2 separate regions of the Mus musculus genome follow, and region 1 is linked to region 2. Evidence: chromatin contacts called from public Hi-C data. All regions are on one chromosome and are shown on one strand. The core of a region is the stretch at or near the end of the contact, and the rest is flanking DNA. Distances in the headings are between cores, read along the strand shown.

Region 1 (6,766 bases), core at 1,411-3,910, 410 kb before region 2:
GTTTTTGTTAGCCTCTGTCTACCTCCCATCCCCAGAAACCCACTTCCCATCCGCTTCTGCCTCCCTTAGGACACTTAGACTTCACCCTTCCGTCTTCTTGCCCACCTTCTCTACATGTTCTCGGCTGTTCTCTGACTCAGTGCTTTAAAGTTTGAATCTGTTGAAGAACAACGGTTCTGTCTGCAAATCTTATACCCTATTATTTCCGAGGAAGCTTTCTGAAGTTCAGGGCCTTCTTGGATGTTCCAAGAGCAAATCAAACCCTGGCAACTTAAGACCTGTGGTGAAGCAGGATGGTGGAGGAAAGGTCCCCTAGAGTCCATCACATCATAGATGTGGTGATGATGTCTGTCTCCATGATCCATACCTGTGGACTCAGTAGACTTGGACCAGATAGACAACAAATGGGTATCTTTAGATGATGGGTTTCAGCTTTACTACAGAGCCAGTGCTGGAAAATAAATGTTTGCAGGGCTCCTTATGTAGGACTCCTCTTGGGAGAGGTTCATAGGGTGGTAGGTGGGGCGAGCTGACAAAATCAGGGTCTCTTCTGTGGCTAGCATGACCATGGGACACGAACCATCTATGCAATTCTGGTCTTTTTCTTAAATCTTCTTAGTTTCTTTTGTCCTAAAGTATTGTATGAACCAGGTGGTTAGTATGAATCAGGCCAGTGTGTAGCCACAGAAACCCTCCAGTCTCAGAGGAAGAAAAGTCCAACTGCTTCCATCATGTCAGACCTTGTAAATCAGACACTCCTCGTCTTCACTAAGCACTGGTGGTCTCTAAGGGATCTGGCCAATATGAGAACCAGATGCGGACGGTATCTCTGGTGTCCTCTACCCCTCTTTCAGTGACATTATCCAGGACAACTTGGTCAACGGGACCAAGAGGAGCCCATTTCAAATCTTGGTCTGTCCTTTGCCAGTCATGGGTCCTTGGTAAGATGTCTCTTTCTACTTTATTTTTTTCACTTGTGCTTTAGACAGAATAAATATGCCCACCATGTATGTCTGACTCTGTTGTTGTGTCTGTGTCCTGATAGCAGACTAGGACCCCCTTGTCTTCTCCTTAGCACAGAATACAGAGCAGACCAGCAGCAGATCCTGGCCTTATGAGCTCATTTCTGCTGCTGTCTGTCACTGTGCTGGAATGTCACAGGGCTCTGCTGAGACATAAATGCTGGTCTATGATGAAGAACCACTTTTTCTCTCTCCCCTTTCCTGGGGACATATGTCTGTAGTGAGAACATAGGTCAGAGCAAGGGCAGAGGTTCTTCACTGTCTCCCAGGCCAGCAGGATTCTTGGCAATGCAGGTGGGAGGATCTGTCATCAAGATAACATTCTCCTTGCTACAGGGCACTGGCCAGTAGGGGTAGCAAAAACAGGAACATTGTCCAAGAGTGTGGGTCACTTCTCACTTATTCAGTATTGTGCCTTATAGAGAGTGTGGTCAGGTGACCTGGAGGTTGACCAAACTGCTAATGGGCAAGGGGCTAGACTCCATGAGTTGAGAATCAGCATGGGCACACCCAGCCTCTCCTCTCAAGGACATTGCCCTGGTACCAGTCCTGCTTCTAGATTTCTTTGACTGAGATTCAGAACATCTCCATACTGTAACAGCAAAAATGTCAGTCCTAAAAGAAAACTGGATCAAAGCTGTGGCACCTTTGTTGACTCAGCCTTGACGGTCACAGAAGACCATGGCTGCCACGGTCAGAGGCCCACTGCAGAACACAAGCAGGTCTGCCTGTATCCCCATTTTCATTACTCTAATTCCACTGTGTCCCTAGGGTCAAGCATCTTACCCTTCTTGCTGGTCTCCTTATGTGAAAAAGCACTGAGAAATGGAGGGATGAAGGCCAAGGGATCTGGAACCCTTTGAATAATGTCTGCCTTACTGCTCCCTTCTTGGTATCAACCCATCTTGCCCATTCCCCATTGAGGACAGAGCATCTCTTGACGAAGGATGCTAAGTTCACTTCGTAAGGAGAGTGACTTCTGCAGCCATCCCTAGAACTCACAACCTGTTATATTATTAGAGGAACTGAGCATGTCCCTTTGGGTCCCCAGAAAAGTCCAGAGTTTTTCCTGACTGTCAAGGGACTTTACTGCTGCTTGAGATGAGTATGGGATTCAGGAAAGCCTACCTCCCCAACCCTCTCCATTTGGCCTTACAAATAAAGGAGTCCATCAGTACGAATGGTGATTTAAGGTGATCCTGCTTGGATTCTTGCTATTTTGGAGAGAAACACAGAAACTGTGAGTCCCTGGGTGTCTTTGTTAGGGTTACTCTTGGTGTGATGAAAACCATGACCAAAAAGCAAGTTGGGGAGAAAGGGATTTATTTGGCTAATGCTTCCACATTGTTGTTCATTATTGAGGGAAGTCAAGGAAGGAACTCAAATATGGCAGAATCCTGGAGGCAGGAGCTGATGCAGAAGCCATGGAGGGGTGCTGCTTACTGGCTTGCTTCCCATGGCTTGCTCAGCCTGCTTTCTTATAGAACTCAGGACCACCAGTCCAGAGATGGCACCATTAACTATGAGCTAGGTCCTTCCCCATTGATGACTAATTGAGAAAATGCCTTACAGCCGGATCTCATGGAGACGTTTCCTTAATTGAGGTTCCTTCTTCTCTCAATGACTCTGGCTCGTGTCAAGTTGCCACAAAACCAGCCAGAACAGTGGGCTTCTTGCAACTAGGAAGTAAACACGCATAACGTACTCATCATATGGTGAATGTCTGTGGTGTGATGTCTCAGAGGTAGAACAGTGCGACTTGGGAAGACACAGCTGACACTGAGGTCAGAAAACAGATGCTAGAACAGATGTAGAGTAAGCAGCCAGAGAACGGAATGGGTATTTATTGAGTTCTACCTCTGTCTATGGAGTCTATGACATGCATGCGCTATTTTATTTCATTCTCACAAAGATTAAAAAAGATAGACACTGCCCATCTCAATTCAGAAAGGGAGATACTGAGACAGAGGCTAGCCAACCTGCTCACATTGAGTAGCCAGCGAGTGATGTCTGTCTGTCTGTCTGTCTGTCTGATGCCAGTAGCTCATTCCACAGCATTTTCTCTAACTGGGAGAGGTGCTGAGGAAGAGACAAGAGGTACTTCCCAGAAGGTGTAGCAGGAAAGAAGTTAGTCACATGGAAAGGGCTCCAGTGGGTTTCTTTCCTCGGTGTATATCTTAGTGAATGTTCATGTTTAAGATAGATCATGGCCACTGGCTGCTTAGTGCTCAGGATACAAAGGGATCGGAATAAGAGGTGATCCTACAGAGGAAATATGGACTTGGATAGGTTTGCTTGTGACCAGTGGGAAGCAAGGATAGTCTGTCTTTCTGCAAACTGATGGTTGCCTGCACCGGCGTAGGAGCCACACAACAGTAGTAGATATTTCTTTTTCTTATTCTCAGTATAGAAATTTCCTGGCCAACATGATCCTTTTTATTTGCAGAAAGTTGGATCCAGGGTATCAGGAACAGAAACTGGAGGTAGAAGCGTGACTTATGGAGCTGTCTCTGCTAGTTGGTATTAACCCTGTTTTCTCATCTCGAACATTCTTTCCAGCCCTGGAGTGTGTAGATTTTTCCTAGCATTGCAGAATTTGACTCAATGCTGTTCAATTATTTGCCCTGTTGAAGAAAATCCCTGGTCCCTCCATTTCAAAGTACAAATTTTGTTCCATGAAGAAGCCTAGCAAATACAAGACTGGAGAGCTGCCACACCGCTCAACCTTCTATCTTGGTAAGCGGGTGTAGCCTCGGGTGATGTGCTCTCTCGTGGGGCAGGTCATACTAGATCCCTGGCAGCCTGTGAATCTCTCCTGTAACCATGACTCCTAAGCCACCTTTGTGTGATTTCTGCAGCCAAGTCATCCTACAGGGCAACGCTCAAACATTCTGCCTTCAGTTTGCCCTTTGTCCTAGCCCTCGGAGCCACCGTGGGAACACACCTGATGAATCATGGAACTGAGCCTACTAGGGAGCTGTGGGTAACAGGAGGCCCTAACAGGGACTTAGGGAGTGTCTGGGTACCCAGTGGACTCAGGGTTCAGCCAGGTTGTGGTAGCCCTCCCGGGCTTGGCTCTTCTCACACTGTTCATGACACTGTCTATTTCTCCTCACAGACCCCATTACCTTCTAATGCCCTCATCCGGTCCCAGGGCTGGGCCTTTCTTCCTAGATATTTGGCTTGGAGCTCCATCATTCTTGCTATGAGTTCCTTCTCTATTGCTCACTCTCATCTCAGACAATCTTGCAGGGGTGGAGGTGTGGAGGTGAGAGGAGCCGGGCCATAGCAAACTGTAGATGAGTCACCTCCCCAGGTTGATGTGGGGAGAAAAAGAATGGGTGGATGTGCTAGGAGGAAAAAATGACACTCAAATGAAGAGTACATCTGAATCAAACATTAGTCACTGGACCCAGGGGAGAAAGATGCCCTCTCCAGGAGGGGCTGTGTGTGTATAGGGCTGTGGGTGGGGATTTTGTTATGGAAAACAGACCAGACAGCATTAAGACCTACCACCCAATGTAACCATTTATTAAGTGTAGTTTAAGAGTGAACTGTAGGTCATTTAGATTCACGAATCAACATTCATTACAGATACCTATCAAATGGAGACTCTGTGTTAAATACAAGTAAAGGAGGCTGCACTAGATTTCATGCTCAAAGAAGGAGCCGAGCCTCTGAAACTTCTGTTGAAATATAGTTTTGGTTCCCTGATATCTAAAATGGCTAAGGCCAACCTGAGGTTAGAATGACACTAGTTTATTAATATAGACCTCCAAGACATGTCAACTTACCATCTGGGGACAGTGGGCCATGGCCCTATAGATGGAGGTCACAGTCACTCTAAGAAAGTTGAGATGGTTTAGAGTGAGTCTCTTTCACAGAAATTCATGCTTTTTGTTTTGCAGGACAGAGGTGGTACCTCACCCTCTCTCCCTTCCTTCCAAGAGACTGGGTCCTTCAGTCTAGTGTTGGCCCTCAGTTCCTCCTTCACAGACGCTGCAATGAACTTGATTTAGTAAGTTACCTGGGCATCCTTTTGTTCTCCTGCAGCTGATCATTTCCTCCAACTCTACCATTCTTTTTTCAATCTTTTCTTCTACGTTCTGCTGCCATTGGCTGCTTTCGGTCCTTCACAGCATCCTCTGCAGTCTCCAGGTTGTCTATTGCATCTGGTATTCATCTTGTCCAAATGTCCCTGATTTGTGCCACCAGGAGGAGGTGATGGATTGAATCCCAAGACCCGCTGCAGCTCCTCCTTAGGGGTTTTCACATGGATAAACATGTGGTCCATGCTTTACGAACTCCTTCCTCCTCCCTTGTCACATGACTGGCCTACATTTCCCCATCCGCTGTGTATTGAGCTGGAGCAGATAACTCGAGTTCTGTGCTGAAGGATGTTCAGAAAATGACTAGTCCCTAAGGAACACCAGCTACAGGCAGACAACAGCAAAGCTGAGTTGAGCTGTCAGCATTGGAGATAAAAGTTTTGGATTCTTGAGGAGGGAAGTTGCCCACCGTGAAGTCAAACTTCTGCCTACATCAGGAGGAGATGCACATGTATATGGAAGTATTTGGCTCTATTTATAACTTTAAAAAATATCCCAGATCAAAGCCTGTATTCCATTTGGTCTCTAAGCCCTTTCATAAGTACCTCTTTCCTACTTGGCGCTACCTCGGTTCTCCTGACCTCTCTGTTAGCCCCGAGCATGCCCATTCCTGCCTTCCTGCTCATGCCTGCTGCTTCTCCTGCCCTCTGCCTTCGTTTCCTTTGCTCATCTCGATTTGCAGCTTTTCCAGGAAGACCTCTAGACACTTTTACTCCGCGCTCCTCTCTCTAGCTCAGCAACAGACTGGGTCACTCTTGAGTTGGTTTGAGCTAGTCCTTTCTGGCCTCTAAGGCAAGAAGAGTCCCCTGGGCACAGGTCCTCTGTTCTGGGTATAAAATACAGGCTGAGGATGTGTGGGTAGGTTGCCATCTCAAGCATGCGGACTCTGTTCCTCGGAATGAATCACGTGTGGTGTGTTCTCCAGTAGACAATTTGCTTGTTCAATAAAAGGCTCACTGGGTGTCTGTGTTGGTTAGATCTCTGTTACTGAGAGCAAATTGCCAGAGAGAACAATGTAAAGGGAAGATTGCTTATTTTAGCTCACAGTCCTTTGGATCCAAATGAAGCAGCACATCATGGCAGGAAGCAGAGGTAGAGAATACAGGAAGTAGGTAGGACAAGAAGTAGCCTTCAGGGGGAAACCCCTGCTAAACTTAACCAGAGCCCACCTCCTGCTGTCTACTACCTCCCAATAATACCATCATGTTAGGAGCCCATATGAGTATGTGTAAACCATTCATTATGTCAAAGCCCTTATGATTTAATTGCCATCCCAGAGCTTACCAGCTTGCAGCCAAGTCCCTGATGCGGGAGCCGGTAGGAGAGACTCTATATTCAAGCCATACCAATGCCATTGCTATAGACAACTATACTGACAGCTACAGGAACCCATTAAAATGTGACAGCCCTTTCATAAATGCTGGAATATGGAGCGCCATTGTCTGATTTGCTTCTGTCCTGACTAGTCACAGGGAGATAAGGGACAGTTTCACGTTTCCCTTAAAGCTCTATGGTAACACTGTAACTCCAACACTGAACTCCGAGACTCCATGTGGCTGGAGCCAGACCTCAAGAACAAAGGGCCTGTCATTGTTTTCCTCTTCAGCTTGGAGTCTAACAGTTCACTCTCTTGAC
Region 2 (5,950 bases), core at 885-3,384:
AACAAATATAGCAGACTGCCTTAGGAGTCACTATATTGCTGTTTCATTAATAGAACAAAAGGATTTGGTTTTCCCCTAGGTCCGGTCTATCTAGTCTCAGGTCTCACTAGAGACCCCACTGTGGTCATAAAACAGGTTTTCATATTTCTTGTGTATGTATGACATTAGTCTCAGCATCCAAAACTGATTCTGTCCACCCAAAATGTAGAGGTCTGCTGCCTCTGCAGGGAACATAATATCACACATTGAAAACCAGTGGTTTACCATTGTATGTATAATTCCAATTCTAATGACAATACACTAAGCAATATTAGCAATCTGTTTATGGTTTTTGAAGAACCACAGAAGTCCTATCTGCAATCCACATCGTCCTCTTGTCTACCTAAACAGAATATGCAGTCAGCTGTTGTGGAAAAGGAAAATGATATGTGGTTAGTTGGCCACTCATTCATTTAGGATGTATTTACTGAATGCGGACCGTGAGACAAGAATCATTTGAGTGATGTGAATACAGAACAATACAGACAAAAACAAAATAAAACACCCTGGCCTTGCACATCTTACATGCCAGTGAATAATACAATATAAAGATGTAGTGTTATGAGAAAACTCCAATAAGGTGAGAAAGACCTAAGGCGTAAATAGAGAGTTGTAATTTCTAATAGAACATGATTTTTTTTCATCCTTTCACAACCTTCTGCATGTAAACAATGCATCTTTATCATATGTCCCATAACACCCCCCTATCCACTCCTCCTAGGAGTCTACACACCTCCTCCCCACAAATACCCCCTATCCCCCCCCCCACTTCCTCCAGGAACCGGCAGAGTCTCTCCCACACACCCCACGCCCTCTCAATGTGTGCCTATCCCCCTTCACAACCATTGAGTGCTATAAGTGCTGCCTGCCAGGATGCTGGCTGGTCTTGTTGACTTGATCATGTCCCCGTAACCATAGTTATCATGAGTTCAAAAGTACAATAGCTGTGTGCACCCCTACAGCAGCGTTTCACATCCCTCCTCCCCATCCTCTGGCTCAGACAGACTTTCTGCCCCTTCTTCCTGAGGTTCCATGAGCTTTGGAGAAGTGATTGATGCCCCATTTAGCACTGAGCACTTAGTGTGAGCCACCTGGTGACCAAGCTGGGGAGACATGGGAAGGCTTGTGCTGCAGCGTAGCATGACCTGACCTAACTCATGCAAGTTGTCTGTCAGAGGACACAGGACTGAAGTGACCGGGGACAGCTTAGACAGTAACAGAAGAGTTGAGAAAGACTCCAAATACACATATATTTTGATATTTGGGAAAGAGTCAGATCCCATATGACTGAAAGTGTAAAACTAGGGATTAGGGAGATGGCTCAGTCAATAAAGTGTTTATCTCACAGCATGAAAACCTGAGTCTAGGGGGCTGGAAAGATGGCTCAGTGGTTAAGAGCACTGACTGCTCTTCTGAAGGTCCTGAGTTCAAATCCCAGGAACCACATGGTGGCTCACAATCATCCATAATAGGATCTAATGCTGTCTTCTGGTGCATCTGAAGACAGCTACAGTGTATTTACATATAATAAATAAATAAATCTTAAGAAAGGAAGAAAGAAAGAAAGAAAGAAAGAAAGAAAGAGAGAGAGAGAAAGAAAGAACTTAAGTCTAGATCCCCAGACCTGCATAAAAGTCAAACGCAAGTGTACCCACCTTCAGTCCCAGTGCTGGGGAGGCAAAGGCAGGAGGAGCCCTGGACTTTACTGGCCAGCTTACCTAGCCAAATACTTAAGTCCCAGATTCAGTAAGAGAACCTGCCTCAAAAATTAAAGTGGAAATCGATTGACGATAGCTCTCAGTGTCAACATGTGGCCTAAAGAAAGCGGGCACACACCACAAACACACATCATTTATAGCAGATGTTACCCCTATTACCATGTCAGAGAACTTTTTGTATAAAAAGTAACTTTAGAAGAAATAACTTATCGCTCATAACAGTCTGCAAAAAAATTATCTACCTAGAAAGTCTACAACAGCATAACCTGATGTACATTAACAGTTTAAGATAGAAATAAATAAATGTAGTTAAAGGGATTACACTGTCCTGCAGTAGGAAGTACTACTTTGCAAAATGGACCATTGCTGCCCTCTAGTGGCACAAGAAAAACATGAGCTTAGAAACCAGGATAGCCAATGCCTCAAAGAAATACACGTTTTCAAATGTGGGTTTTCTTTCTACCATGAGTTGCTTTATCACAACTTTTTCTTCTTAAGACATATTATTTTTCTTTTATGTGTATGAGTGTTTTACTTGCATGCATGACTGTGTACCATATGCATGTCTGATGCCCACAGGAGTCAGAAGATGTTATTGGATCTCCTGAAACTGGAGTTGCAGATTGTTGTAAGACACCATATAGGTGTTGGGAACTGAACCTGGGTCTTCTGCAAGAACAGAAAGTGCCCTTAACCGCTGAGCCATCTCTCTAGCACTCCAATTTTCGATAGGTGATATTATGAACAACTGTATAACATGGAAACCAGGCACTGCCCTACCCATTGATTAATGTATGACAATCACTATAGCTATAAAAGCGAGTAGTGAAGTCTGAATGTATGTGTGTGTGTGACTCAGTACTGAAACAAATGCTTGCCACAGGCAAGACCCTGGGTTCAGGTCCCAGCAACATCAAGAAAGAAAAAAAAAAGGAAGACAGACAGACAGACAGTTATTAGCAGTGATATCAACAACCTAAATCTCTCCTGTGTTCATAACAAGCACACACACAGACTCACAGTCACACAAACTGCACACACACATTCTCTCTCTCTCTCTCTCTCTCTCTCTCTCTCTCTCTCTCTCTCTCTCTCCCTTCTTCCCTCCTTCCCTCTCTCCCTCTTTCTCAGTCTACAATCCAGGATCTAGCCTTCAGCTACCGTTCCAGCACCATGTGTGCTGCCCTGCTCTGCATCAGCTCCTGCCTCCCGGTTCCTGCCCTGCTTGAGCTCCGGTCCTAGCTTCTTCCAATGATAAACGGTGCTGCGGAAGTATACACTAAATAAGCCCTTTCTCCGCTGAGTTGCTTTTGGTGATGTAACCCTAACCATGACACCATCCTCCCCTTCCTCTTGTAAAAGGTGCCTCAACATCCCAAAGGCAGCATTCGTGAACCCAAACGGTTTCTGAGAAACGTAGGTGCATTTCCTTCTGTTAGCCTGTTGGATATCCTAGAGAACCCCCTTCCTCCCTCTTGGGCAACCTTTGATCTCTACAGACTGTAAGCAAGGGTGTTCCTGAAGCCACTTATTAAAGCCCTGTTATGGGCTCCCCCCAAAGCAATGGCTGCCTATTCACCCTAGATTTATTCCCTGAAGAGCATGGAGGCTGTCTTACTGAGACAAAGATGGACTTCATCGTGACTCAGTTACCCACCCATGCAGAAAGTTGGAAGACTGTGTCCAGGTGGCAGGTCTTCCGACAGTCACGTCCTGAGTCCACATTTCGGCATGGATCTCAATATTCTACAAACCCAAGCAGCACATACACTGAAGATATAAACTGCACTCATCTGGCCAGGCAGTGATGGCACGTGCCTTAAATTCCAGCATTTGGGAGACATAGGCAGGTGGATTTCTGAGTTCATGGCCAGCCTGATCTATAGCATGAGTTCCAGGACAGCCAGGGCTATACAGAGCAACCCTGTCTCGAAAAAAACAAAAACAAACAAAAACTGCACTCATCTGACACCGTTGTCTGGAGTGGCCATGGCATAAACATGTGTCCAAAATCTATCTACATTGCTAAAAATTGGAGAAATAAAAAATATAGACAGCATCTCTCAATAAAGGTATACACAGATTAGAATTATGCTATGATGATGTGAAAGACATAGACAAATTTGCTATGAAAACTGTTTGGAAGGCATGAGTTCTAACCAAAGAAACCTCTTGCTTCTAAGTAGAGAGGCCGTCCCCAGAGCTGAAGGGGAAGATGCAATGGAGGGAGTGGGACACACCAAGTTTTCCTCTCCTTTGATATTCTTCTGAATTATTTGAATTTTCTACAGGGGAAAAAAACTTGTATTACTTTTACTTCTTATGGAATATGTATATAATACTTAAAATCACTAAACTATGTAAGGTCACAGAAAATTCAGTTTTTAATACAGCTCAACAGTGTGTGAACTAGTGAGAAGACCACTTATGGTAAGAAGAAGAAGAACAGGATGAAGGAGAAGAAGAAGAAGGAGGAGGAGGAGGAGGAGGAGGAGGAGGAAGAACAGGAGGAGGTTGTGGGGAGGAGGAGAAGGAGGAAGAAGAAGAGGAAGAGGAGAAGAAAAGAAGAGGAGGAAGAGGAGGAAAAGAAAAGAAGAGGAGGAAGAGGAGGAAGAGGAGGAGAAGAGGAGGAGGAGGAGAAAAGAAGAGGAGGAGGAAGAGGAGGAGAGGAGGAGAAGAAGAGGAGGAGGAGAAGAAAAGAAGAGGAGGAAGAGGAGGAAAAGAAAAGAAGAGGAGGAAGAGGAGGAGAAGAGGAGGAGGAGAAAAGAAGAGGAGGAGGAGGAGGAAGAACAGGAGGAGGTTGTGAGGAGGAGAAGGAGGAAGAAGAAGAGGAGGAGGAGAAGAAAAGAAGAGGAGGAAGAGGAGGAAAAGAAAAGAAGAGGAGGAAGAGGAGGAGAAGAGGAGGAGGAGAAAAGAAGAGGAGGAGGAAGAGGAGAAGAGGAGGAGAAGAAGAGGAGGAGGAGAAGAAAAGAAGAGAAGGAGGAAGAGGAGGAGGAAAAGAAAAGAAGAGGAGGAAGAGGAGGAGAGGAGGAGAAGAAGAGGAAGAGGAGAAGAGAAGAAGAAGAAGAAGAGGAAGAAGGGGTTTTTGTGTTTTGGTTTGTTTGGTTTGGTTTTTTGTTTTTGTTTTTGTTTTTTGTAGACATGAGGGAGAGACTATGCAGAGGCATCTGGAACAGTGCAGAGCAGAGAAAGATAGTAGTTAACAGAACATGGCCAGCAGACTAGACCTGGCCACGAGAGAAGCAGGAGCAGAAGGGGGAAGAGAGGGCGACAAGAGATGAAGACTAACAGGGTTATAAAGAAAATGAGGAGCTAGCTTGAAGAAGAGAGGCTCATGGTGAGAGAAATTTAGGGTAGGAGAAGAAAAAGGAGCTAAGAAGAATCAGGATGCCAGGGTGGATTCTGAAGTGTGCAGTAGGCACTTGTGATACAAAGGCCTGGAGGCCAGCAGGTGCTTTTGTTTGCTACTAGGCACCACAGGTAGTCATGTATCCCTTCTGCCAGTGATCAGGGAAATGGATCCTTTTAGTAGAAGGGAATCAGCACAACTTCCCAAGGGATGCTGCCTTTAGCCCAACTGTCAGAATTTATGGAAACAAAGTTTCCTTTGGACCTTTGAAAAGAATGTAATTTTAAAAAAAGATTTATTTATTTATTTTGTATGAGACTACACTGTAGCTATACAGATAATTGTGAGACTTCATGTGGTTGTTGGGGAATTGAATTTTTAGGACTTCTACTCACTCTAATCAACCCCGCTCGCTCTGGTCAACTCTACTCACTCAGTCCTTGTTTGTTCCGGCCCAAAGATTTATTTATTACTATACATAAGTACACTGTAGCTGACTTCAGATGCACCAGAGAGGGCTTCAGATCTCATTACTGGTGGCTGTGAGCCACCATGTGGTTGCTGGGAATTGAACTCAGGACCTTCAGAAGAGCAGTCAGTGCTCTTACCCGCTGAGCCATCTCACCAGCCCCAAGAATGTAGTTTAATATATAAATAATTTAAGTTGTTAAGTATTCATACTTTTAATAGTATAGAGTACAAGGAAGAAATTAAAGATGGAGCTAATGATAATAAATAAGTAAATATTATCAAACCTAAAATTATGATCAGATATTTGAGGTCTAAAAAAGTAGAAAAGTAAAGTGGTCAAGGCAGGTGTGACAGCATATACCTACTGTCTCAG

Evidence for each region. Hi-C and Micro-C count contacts between places; a contact is called where the count stands out from the background.
Region 1: a Hi-C map of bone marrow-derived macrophages shows a contact between it and region 2, with 4 times the contacts expected there. The contact joins two enhancer-like sites. A contact is called at or near these places in 13 of 484 Hi-C or Micro-C datasets (B cells, the C2C12 cell line, the HL-1 cell line and 8 more) and 4 of 115 datasets of contacts at active chromatin or transcription factors (CD8 T cells, astrocytes, memory CD8 T cells and 1 more).

Annotation. Positions count from the first base shown.
Region 1 is chr8:34,588,750-34,595,515 of GRCm38.p6, reverse strand. B930018H19Rik (RIKEN cDNA B930018H19 gene) reads left to right here. Exons shown (of 5, transcript NR_040706.1): 4 at 3,582-3,758; 5 at 4,931-6,096. Among named protein-coding and RNA genes, the nearest start is that of Gm46068, 7.1 kb to the right of the region's middle. Within about 2 kb of position 2,660, at least 38 of the 459 cell types and tissues checked have an H3K27ac peak or open chromatin away from gene starts, as enhancers often do. A contact at or near this core is called in bone marrow-derived macrophages, where this site is marked.
Region 2 is chr8:34,176,260-34,182,209 of GRCm38.p6, reverse strand. No RefSeq gene overlaps it. Among named protein-coding and RNA genes, the nearest start is that of Gm33638, 6.0 kb to the right of the region's middle. Within about 2 kb of position 2,134, at least 2 of the 459 cell types and tissues checked have an H3K27ac peak or open chromatin away from gene starts, as enhancers often do. A contact at or near this core is called in bone marrow-derived macrophages, where this site is marked.